3 separate regions of the Mus musculus genome follow, and all the other regions are linked to region 2. A link is a contact called in public Hi-C data. All regions are on one chromosome and are shown on one strand. The core of a region is the stretch at or near the end of the contact, and the rest is flanking DNA. Distances in the headings are between cores, read along the strand shown. Region 1 overlaps Trpm3 (transient receptor potential cation channel, subfamily M, member 3). Region 2 overlaps Trpm3 (transient receptor potential cation channel, subfamily M, member 3). Region 3 holds the start of Trpm3 (transient receptor potential cation channel, subfamily M, member 3).

Region 1 (3,888 bases), core at 847-3,346, 290 kb before region 2:
TACGTAAACACACACACATACACACTCACACTCAGACAAACAGACAAACACATACACGGTCACACTCAAAAAGACAGACACACACGCTCAGACGCACACTCAGACAGATAGACAGACAGACACACCTCTTTTTTAGTCACAATGACATCTTTATGGCCACACCTATTCCATGTACCTTGCTGACTTTTTCCAAGGTACATATTTTCCCTCATCCTCTTATTCTTAAAAGTACAATCTTTCAGTGAAAATGTTGGATCCGTTGCTTTCTGAATTGGAAATTTTTTATTTATTCTGGTAGAAATCTGGCTCTACTTTCTTTTGCATCATTTATTTTTTTTCCAGGAGAGAAATACTTAGAACTGAGTTCTGCGTTCATGCTTAGATAAGTATAGCCTGCAGTCTGTCACTGCAGACCTAAAGCAATGCCTTTATCTTTTCTTAGAAAAGCTTATCCTTGAACAAGTAACCACTTAAGTCCCTGGGCTTCTCAGTTGGGTGCCCTTCAAGTGACTTTGCCAAACAGATCAATTAACATGGTGGGAGGTCCTCTTATTTGATTAGGCACTTGCTAGAGCCTAGCCCACTAATTAGTATTGGCTGCTCAAAGGTTGTCAGCATTAATGACATCTTGTCATCCTCATTACTGCTCTACTCGCCCAGTGTACCAAGCATATTAGGAGCCAGGAAACAGCTAAGCTGCCCAAGTTACACCACAGCCACCATAGAGCTTGCTGTGTTCAGCTAAAGTGGAAATTGAAGCAGTGACGGGATTCTGCTTGCCAGGAAGAACAATGACAACCTAGATACATGGCGCTTATGCTACCAGACATTGTTCCATCTCAGGGAACCCATGTCCGGCAGCTTCTTTGCCATCTCAGTTCATCATCTGGGCGAATATTATTAGTGATAAAAAAAAATTTTCACTTGTAATCTTAATACCTGCCCTAACTTCCTGAGTGGTCTTCAAAATGTTATGCAACCTACTTGGGTCTCAAGTTTCTCGAGTGTGAACTAGAAACGATTCCATTTTGTTGGGAGTTCTAAAGTGTTGTAAGATCAAAGATATGGACACCACACACACACATATATATGCATACACACACACACACACACACACACACACACACACACACATGAACTGAGATGGCAAACAAGCTGCGGGGTATGGTTTCCCTGACATGGAACAATGTCTGGTAGCATGAGCTCCATGTATCTAGGTTGTCATTGTTCTTCCTGGCAAGCAGAAACCCGTCATTGCTTCGATTTCCACTTTAGCTGAACACAGCAAGCTCTATGGTGGCTGTGGTGTAACTTGGGCAGCTTGGCTGTTTCCTAGCGTCTAATATACTTGATATACTGGGTGAGTAGAATGGTTATGAGGATTATAAGATGTCACTAATGCTGACAACCTTTCAGTAGCCAATACTAATTAGTGGGCTAGGCTCTAGCATATGTACACATACTAGATACTTCAGTATGTTAAGTAATCAGATATCGAGAGCTACAGACATACTGTTTTAGCAATACTATTAATATGCAGACATGTGGGATAGAGAAGGATGCAGGACTGTGAAATATGAAAACAAAAGAAGAAAATTAGTTGAGGCAAAGGAACTAAGTAAGATCAAAACATAGTCTTCTAGACTATCCAGCCTTTCTAGACTCAAGGCAAAAACAGCTCTAAACTGTCTGCGTGGAGGTGCTACTGTTACCTACAGCCCTGAAGAGTTCTCTAGAAGTAAAAAGCTAGTATGATTGCTACTTGTTTTCAGCTTAGCTAAAAATGTTGAACAGCAAAGACCATGATTGAATTGAGAAGCACCTAAGAGATCAGTAAGGAGACTTCTGGTAACAGAGTGGGGATTTGCAGAGAAAGAGAGAGAGAGAGAGAGAGAGAGAGAGAGAGAGAGAGAGAGAGAGAGAGAGAGAGAGAGAGGAGTAACCGAGGCAGGAAGACTTGTCAGGTAGTCTGCAGACACAACTGTGACAGACTGACACAGCTGCTGAGTGGGCTGCAGAAGCTCAGGTGCTGAGAGAATGGGGCTTCTGGTTTTCAGGAACTCTGTAGCTGCACATTCTAATTGCCTGCAGCAACCTCAAAAATGACTCATAGTGCTCCCCGGGAAAGCCTGGGGAAGCCTCATCAGGAATGTGTCAACAGTCCCAGGCTGCTGCTGGATCTGCTTTCTAGATCCTCTGCAAGCAGCACCTTGGGCAGAATTCATATTGCAGCATAGCTGGCAAAGGACCGAAGGAAGAAGCCCAAGAAAAGCCCAGGCTTCTCCCCAAAGATGAGAGGGAACGCAGACTCAACAGAAGACAAGCAGGCTTGCTTCCCATCCTTTGCCCTTACTTGCATGGGCATAGAAAGAATAAAGTTACAAGCCAAACGTATTTTTAAAAGGTTTTCAAATATGTAACTAGAGTGCATTCCTGTGTTGCTGTGTATCACCCAGTTACTATTCTAAGAATCCACTGAGTAGGAGTTGAAGCACTAATTTAATAAGAGCTTTTCAAAAACAAATATTAAAACGCCACATGAGACATGTCCCTTTCCCAATAGATGCTGTTAATAGTATATAAATAAATAAATCAGTGTTGAAATAAGAGAACAGCAAGGTACTGCAGCTTGGAGGGCTGAAGCGCAGGAGGTTGGGGTCCTTTCATACACATTCCATCCAATCCAGGCTCAGAGCAATGTGCCTACCTGGGACTTGTTTAAAGTGTTTTACCTAGTGCGGGGTTAGTGTGGACTTAGAGCTTTTCAACCTCTGACCTCTTTTCACCTGAGAAACCTTGTATGACCCTAAGGATGTAGCTATGTTAAACTGACAAACAAAGCAAACATTCACTGGTAAGCAGTCACCAGGAAATTCATTTTAGAATAATTTTAAAATTAATTTCTGATAGATATGTAATATTGTTTGTGGAAGATGAGTGCAGGTGTGCGCGTTAATGAAATAGTGTGCATATTTGTTCAAAACTATTCAATCCAAAAAATGTACTCACTTGATACATTACACATGCTGAGGATTGATTGCAGAGAAACATCAAAAAGTCATTATTTTCCATAATTATTATGTTTCTATAAGAGGAGAAAAGTTTGCATAGTAAAAACATGGCTGTTTATAGTTTGCAATAGGCTCAATTCTGACCCACAGTGTTTTCTATTATCTGGTCCTTGGCTCTACGGGACCAGAGTGAAGCTATTCTGTTCATTCTCAGAAGCTGGTCTGCATCTGTCTGGTTGTTTGTTTGTTTGTTTGTTTGTTTCCTGATGCAGTTTCTTAGAGCTAGACCTAGAGTTGGACACATGGCTCAGTGGTTAGGAGCACTCACTGCTCTTCCAGAGGAGGAGCGCTTGAATCTGAGCAACCCCATGGTTGCTAACAACAGTCTGCAATTCCAGTTACAAAAGGTCTGTCTAATGCCCTTTTCTAGCTTCTGCCAGCATTGTACATGCATAGTACTCAGACATGCATGCAGGCAGAACACTCTCATGCCAAAAGTAAAAATTTAAGTAGATAAAATTTTAATAATATATTTATCATATAAATTAATATGTATTATATAATATATTTATTATCTGTTATAGAAATTATTATATATTCTAAATAAATATGATATTATAAAATACAAAGCATTATATATTCTATATTATAATACATTATAAAATATAAATCATATGTATATGCATATAGATATGAATTATTTCTGACATACAGCCTTAAAAGACCTTCTAAGATAGCTGGAGAGGCTCCAGGACCAGTAGCCCCTGAAGCCTGCACTTGTATTTGGTCTTTGCACTTTACTTTGTTCAGGCTGTAGAGTTCTACATGAGGCGCTTGCTTCCTAGCACATTTTGCACTGGCGTTTTGGGATTATGTT
Region 2 (3,543 bases), core at 223-2,722:
TATGTTCACTTTTCAAATTCTCTGAGCCAAAAGAGAGTGCTTTCTGTTTTCTCCTCTCCCCTGCTAGTAGGATATTCAGTAGAGTAAAAATGGAGCAGGGTGCAGTGAGGTCTCTTATTCCATACGCCAAGGGTATCAATGGGGGAAAAAACCTGTTGGCATGTGAACTCACATATATGATTCCATTTTGGTCGCAGGGCATCTCTATTAAATAAGATAGGATAATTTTTATTGTTTTCATTTTCTAGCTGGCAGAACAGTGGCTTAGAGAGGTCCTATCTCACCCAACCACAAGATGGACAGCAGAGGATGCAAGATATTCCCACTACCTTCTAGGCTGTACCTGTTCTCAGCCACACAGGCAGCTGCTGAGGGGCCGCATGTGTGGACAACATGCCTATCACAGCAGAACCTTCTGTAGAGACAGAAATGTTATGTGTGCTTCTAGTCACACGTGGCTACTGGGTATTGAAATGCAATCGATGTCGGGCATGGCGACACTCACCTGCTATTCCAACATCGAGGAAGCCAAGCCAGGAATGAGTGCCCCATCCTGTCTTTAAAATAAACAGTAGATAGATGGATGGATGGATGGATAGATAGATAGATAGATAGATAGATAGATAGATAGATAGAAGATAGATCTACAGTGCACAGGAAAACAGACCGTGGCAAAGAAGGATCCCCCTGCGCGCGCGCACAGACACACACACAAAATGTCATTAGTGGAATGGAGTCACACGGCTTGGTTGTGGAGAAGAGGAATCGATGAAGAAGTGACTGGAAGGGTCTTCGTGGCATAACTAACTACTGTGTTTCTCTTGTCTTTTTTTGTTTGTTTGTTTGTTTTTGTTTTGTTTTGTTTTGTTTTGTTTTGTTTTGTTTTGTTTTGTTTTGTTTTTCCGTCCCACTTTATACAGGTGCCAATGCATCCGCCCCAGACCAACTGAGCTTAGCTTTAGCCTGGAACAGAGTTGACATCGCTCGCAGCCAGATCTTTATTTACGGGCAGCAGTGGCCGGTAGAGTATACGTCGTAGTCGTTACCCTTGAAAAGCCACCATGCGCTTGACAAGGGTTTTTAACGGAACCTTTGAAAGTGGATCAGAAATTTGGGCGGGGTTGGGGCGGGGATGGAGGAATCTTCTTTTGCATAGCATAGCTGGGCAGCAGTCTCGTGTTTGGGAACATGCTGTCACCTAGTGGACGATATTGCTAAGCGCACCACTAAAGGTTCCCTGGCTCTTAGCAATTTTTGGACGCATAGCCTATCTTATTATTCAATCTTTAAAGATACAGTTATAAAAAAGTTAAAATTTAGAGGAGTGGAGGGAGGAAGGGAGGGAGGGGAGAGAGAGAGAGAGAGAGAGAGAGAGAGAGAGAGAGAGAGAGAGAGAGAGAGAGAGAGAGAGAGAGAGAGAGAGGATTCGCATGTTTCTGGTTGTCTTTTAGGCGAGCAGAAGGAGGAAGCTGCTGCCACCAAATGGCGGCACGTTCCTGCTGGTTTGCTAATGGGCCAGGCCTCTGTGTACAGGTACCATCTGGTCCTGGTGGTTGAGCGCAGGTCGACCTATCCCAGCACAAGTGAACCAAAGCTTTATATAACTGCCCGTGGCTTTTTTTTTTTCCCCCGTCATTTGGCTGTCAAAAATCATAACTTGGGAAATGGGCCATTGGGTGATGTGCGCACGCATCCACGGGTGGCAGCCCAGCATCAGCTTGGAAGTAAGACTCTCTGAACCTTCCATCCCCAGGAGCTCTGGCCACCACTGAGTACCTGTCCTTATAGAGTTCAAGGATTTCTAATCGGGGAGCGTATTTGTCAAGGAATCTGGACGTTGAAAAAAATGAGAGAACGTGAGAAGAATACAAATCACAGCCAGTCCAGTGCTCCAACCCAGAAAATACATTGTTCTTAAGTTATGTGACGCCAGTTTGCCTCCGGAGTGTCCGTTACTACACACCTGCACACCTGTCCAGGCCTGTTTGGCCCTCAGCTATGTTTTCCTGGGTTCCTATCCTCAAGTCAGCCGGGGCTCTCATTCAGAGCCTAGGAAAGAAGGAAAGGAAGGCAGGAAAGTGTCTAGTGCCACCTGTACAGGCACAGCAGAAAACTAGCCAGAGAATCCATCAGGAGGAAGACCTTGGATCCTGAGGCTCCAGAACAAGAAAGAGATTTAGGAGAGAAAGTAGCTTCTAGACCTGGAGTCCTTGACTTCTGTTTCCCAAGACCTGTGCCTCCAGGACCAGGGGTGCCACCTGGCATCGGAGCACTGGCTCTGTCTGGTTTATCTAGAGACTTGCAGATATCAAGCCTTCTGGGTGAGCCCGGAGGAACTGCGCTTCTCTGACGTGGGCAGGCTAAGTGAATATCTTGAATTGCAGGTAGGGTCCCTGGAGCAAGCCATGCTGGATGCCCTAGTCCTGGACAGAGTGGATTTTGTGAAATTACTCATAGAAAATGGAGTAAGCATGCACCGTTTTCTCACCATCTCCAGACTAGAGGAACTGTACAATACGGTAGGGCCAAGCTAAGATGCCTTTTCATTTCTCTTTCTCTTCTGTTTGTTTCCCTCATCCTGCCTGCCCATACCCCCATGCCTGTGATTCTCTTCCTGTCTCTCCTGTGATGCATGCGTCATTCCTCACTTGCATTCCCTTACACCTGGATAGACGACAGACACCGAGTCACCAAGAACTCACTTGTTCTAACTGCTCAGTTGTCAGCATCTTAGGCAAAAGGTGTCGTGATCACCATAGGGCGTTGTTCTCAGATTCTAACTCAAAACCACAAGCAGGTCTCTGTCAATTGGAACACACGCACTCTGTAAGCCCAGGGAGGTGTTGGTGACAAATAGTGCAAGGAGGGTTGGTTTAGCACCAACCATCAAATGATGCTTATTAAGTAGCTTGTATCACCATGCCATCCTCGGAGCTACTAAGTTCACACACACACGTGCACACGCACACACATACACACATGCACACACACATGCACACAAACACATACACACATGCACACATACTCACACACACATACACACATGCACACACACACACACATGCACACACACACATGCACACACACGCATGCACACACACCCTGCACCCCCACACCATGATAGAAAGTATAAAATACCCTGGAATCATCCAAAAACATGTGTGGTAGTGGCTGTTCTTTGCAGTGGCATTCACTAAAAAAGCCAAGTGTGTTTAAAGAACTGATGTTGTTTTTTTTAACCATTTCACAGATGAGAAAACTGTGGCAGTCTTAGTCTATTTGTGCGGCCACAACAGAATGCCTGAGGCTGAGTAATTTATAAAGAACATGCTTTCCTTTGTCACAGTTCTGGAGGCTGGACGTCCAAGATCAAGGTGCCAGGAGCTTCACTATGTAGTGAGAGTCACTTTGTCTTTCCAGAATGTGTCCACTGGAAGGGGCAAACGCTGTCCTCTTAGGACAGAAAGGTTGGAAGTACAGAAATATGAACCCACTTCTGTCTAGCCCTCAATTCCACTTACAAAGAAGGTACCCTTGTAACCA
Region 3 (3,539 bases), core at 55-2,554, 440 kb before region 2:
TTGATCCTAAAAGGCAGGCTTATAGCACATCTGCTCTAACCCCTCTGGATTTTATCCCAGAATACACAGTAGTCTCAGGAGTGGAAAGGGGAGGGGTCTGTTACCCATTTCTTCTAGTTAATTAAAAATGAAAAATCTCTACAGTCACTGGAAAGGAAATAAGGTGGAAATTTTAAGTACCCCAGAAACACTTGAAGGGCAAGGGTGTGGGGAGTCTCCTGGGCAGAGTCTTTTGTCAGTGATACTACTAAACTTTAATGTCTGGGGAGAGTGGGTAGTTCAAATAAGAGGTGTGAAAGGGCCACCCCCAGCCCTAACCCAGCCCTCCTGAGCTTCCCTGCTTTAAGTGAAACTGGCCAAATTCTGCCTTTAAATGGAAAAGTTCCCTCATGTTCCCTTTCACCATGGGAGCTTTAAAAACTGTTGGCTCCAATGGAGCCACACTTTTGTAAAGCCTCCTTCAAAAATTATTGAGAAGAGGGGGACACTCAAGGAAACCATTTTTTGTGGACAGTACCCTGTAGGGCACTTTAAGGGTTAAAGTTTGTTGCAGAGAAGGTCTATCTTGTGGGAATATCCCCCAATATAGAAACAACTATTGTTGAAAGGGTAAGCCACAAACGTCTTCTTTTGCACAGCTTTCTGTGACAGGAGTAACTCCTTGTTCCCTGTGTGTGTATGTGCGAGTTTGACTAAGCCTCTGACCATCTATCATCTACATGGGGCTTGCTTGTATCAATCAGGGTGCAGACTGTCAATCATAGTTAATAAAAGACTTCAGAACACAGCAGGGATCTCCTTTTACTATAGATCCATTCTACGATAGCTCTCAATTTATTATGTCACACAAATCAAAAAGGAAGCATTTATCTTATCATTCAGAGGCATCCCTTCTCCCTCCCGGTGTCCTAGCCCCTCCCCCTGCGCCAGTTTCCAGCCCCTCAAAGATGCTTTGTGCAAAAAAGTATAAGTTCTCCTTCTGGGTTCATTTTTGTTCCTTTTTGCTCTCCTCCTGGCTCCCCCCCAAAACAAGAGAGCAAAGCAAATGGCCCGGGTTCCCCCCCAACGCCTGACCTGTGTTTGCAGAAGGAGAGCAGGAGAGGGAGCGCGCATTCTGGAGCAGGCTCCTCTGACTCCGACCACAGGCTGTTTTGTGCAGGCTGTCCCTCTCCTTCGAAATCAAGCATCCCCCTCCCCGAAGCAGCAGGCAGCGTGCCTCCATTCGGCCACATTTGGTATGCATGAGCACGGCTGCAGGAAGAGGGGAGGTGGCTTTCTTAAGAAGGTTCAGGGGCTCAGGAAACGCCACTTGACTAGACTCCCAAGTTCCAGGAAGCCTCTGCCCTAATGGAATTTGCAGGTGTGGAGATGACCATGGGATGCCAGGGCCGTGGGGGACCGTTTATTTTCTAGGCACTGCCCAGATTTGCAGTTTCTTGTCTTCCCGGTGGAATTTGGAAGGGGTCATGAATCAGACTGATGCTTCTCGACCCCTAAATTGGACCATCCGGAAGCTATGCCACGCAGCCTTTCTCCCATCTGTCAGACTTCTCAAGGTACTGTAACTTGCTGCTTTGAATGGCTCTTACTCTGCTTTTCAGGTTGAAACGCCCAACTTCGCACTTGGGCTGGGACGCCAGTTCTGGGGCGTGAGAATGCATGCAGTTCTGGCTTGTATTACCCATGGCTAGAGAGAGTTCCCAACACCCCTACCCCACCCCCACCCCCACGCAGCCTGGAGGATAGCCTGAGCCACACTAGGGAATTAGATACGGTCTCAGGGATGGGGCTACCTGTGCGCATCCCCACCTTTCTTAACCATTAGTCCGCCAAACAATGGATTCTCTTATTTGGAAGGATGAGAATAATAGTGGGCATGAAATCGCTTCCTCTTCTGCATTTGGCTCCAGAGCTCATTTTCTTTCCCTGGGGAAGCCCTTCGACCCACTTTCCCTTAAATGGAACCTGAGAGAACAAAGGATTCTCCTCCTTATTTTAAAAGCTCCCTGGCTAGGTGGTCAGTCAGGTAGAGACAAAGGAAGAATGGACCTTATCCCATAGTGACTTTTTAAAGGCACGGTCATTTCTATCTCTTGGTCACTGGACTGGAGTCAGTGTGGAAAAGTATTGTTTCGCATCCGTGGAAGGAAGCCGTATCTAGCTCTGAGTTACACAAAAGATTCCTACTACACCTGAGCTGCAGTTGCTAGTTGTGTCCACAGTGCTCCTGTTTCTGGAAGCAAATGTATTAAAGATGCTGAAAAAGTCCTCACAACTCCTTGGGAATCTACCTTCATCCTCTGCCTGACAGGGAAGGACACAAAGTGTGAAGGCGTGGAGGAGAAATATTGCTTAGAAAAGAAAAACGTGCTAACCTTTGGGGGTGGGGGTGGGAGAGCATAACGGAATGTTCCACATTAAAGTTTGCCAGGCAAGACAAGTCCTTAATTCTCCTTTTCCTATTATATATGATCTTCTGATTTAATTACTAGTGACCATAGAGGGAACTGGCTGCAACAGAGGAATGATGGATTAGCCCTGAATAAATCACTCCTTTTTTTTTGGGGGGGGGGGGGGAGGTGGTATTCTGGTTAGGTTTGATGTGGACAGATCAGATAATTCTAAATAGCTAAGTGGTGTCTCGTTACCAAATATGACCCATTGTCTGAGTTTCCCTGACCCTGTTAAACACAAACTGGTATTAACTTTCACAAAGTGTGCCCCCAAGTGCCCTTCAAACCTCATCTTATGGTTGTCATGGCAATGACTTGCTTCCTAAGGGATATTTGGAAAGGAGAACATTTGAGGGCATAGGGAGTGGTTGAAATTTCTACACTTATGGGTGTTTTTGCTGTATTGGAGCAACATGTGTAATGAAGCGTGAAAAAGAATGAGGCCAGAGGATTAACAAATGAATGTGAATTTCCCTCCAGATTTAGTAGTCAATCAAGACTAGGGAAAAGAATGTTTTGGCAAATTCACTATGACTAAAAAAGTGAAGTTTTGTGAGCCCATGTGTAATAAGAACTACCTTTTCAGTTAATGCTGTTCACTGGCTTGACCCCAAAGTGATGCTTTTTAACTCATCTTAACAGTTATATGTATATATTATTAATGCATTCTCAATGTATTATTAATTAGTGCTCATTTTTAAAAATAGAAACTGTTATTAATATACACTTCACAAAGCCAGGAGAGAAGTTTGTATTTGAGATAGATGACTTATTTTTAGAAGAACTCTGTCATCCTTTAAAATTGAACACACAAACACACAGACACATACAGAGACACACACACACACACATACAGAGAGAGAGAGAGAGAGAGAGAGAGAGAGAGAGACTATGGCCAGGAGACCAGAGCTTATGTTTTCATCTAACTTCACCCTTCCATTATTCCACTCACTAATGTGGTTCTTGATAACCCTCCATCTAATAAAGAACATTAGTAAGCCTCCTTTTGCTGATTGCAGGATCTGAAAGAGGGGATGCGTTTTATTAGAGAACTTTCTCCCTAAATGACATCTGTGCATTTGAGAG

The links. Hi-C and Micro-C count contacts between places; a contact is called where the count stands out from the background.
Region 1: a contact with region 2 is called in a Hi-C map of cerebral cortex, with 5 times the contacts expected there. A contact is called at or near these places in 1 of 484 Hi-C or Micro-C datasets (cerebral cortex), 1 of 130 datasets of targeted methods (embryonic limb bud) and 1 of 9 other capture datasets (embryonic stem cells).
Region 3: a contact with region 2 is called in a Hi-C map of cerebellum, with 6 times the contacts expected there. A contact is called at or near these places in 9 of 484 Hi-C or Micro-C datasets (brain, cerebellar granule neurons, cerebellum and 5 more) and 5 of 130 datasets of targeted methods (bone marrow-derived dendritic cells, embryonic basal ganglia, embryonic stem cells and 2 more).

Annotation. Positions count from the first base shown.
Region 1 is chr19:22,594,840-22,598,727 of GRCm38.p6, forward strand. The region is part of intron 1 of Trpm3 (transient receptor potential cation channel, subfamily M, member 3); the gene reads left to right. Among named protein-coding and RNA genes, the nearest start is that of Gm33649, 120 kb to the left of the region's middle.
Region 2 is chr19:22,882,964-22,886,506 of GRCm38.p6, forward strand. It overlaps Trpm3 (transient receptor potential cation channel, subfamily M, member 3), which reads left to right. Exons shown (of 26, transcript NM_001362491.1): 10 at 921-1,021; 11 at 2,385-2,519. Among named protein-coding and RNA genes, the nearest start is that of Gm52388, 42 kb to the right of the region's middle.
Region 3 is chr19:22,446,904-22,450,442 of GRCm38.p6, forward strand. It overlaps Trpm3 (transient receptor potential cation channel, subfamily M, member 3), which reads left to right and starts at 1,305. Exons shown (of 26, transcript NM_001362491.1): 1 at 1,305-1,556. The coding sequence starts at 1,380. It overlaps Gm27151 (predicted gene 27151), which reads right to left and starts at 1,679. Exons shown (of 3, transcript NR_168265.1): 1 at 1,075-1,679.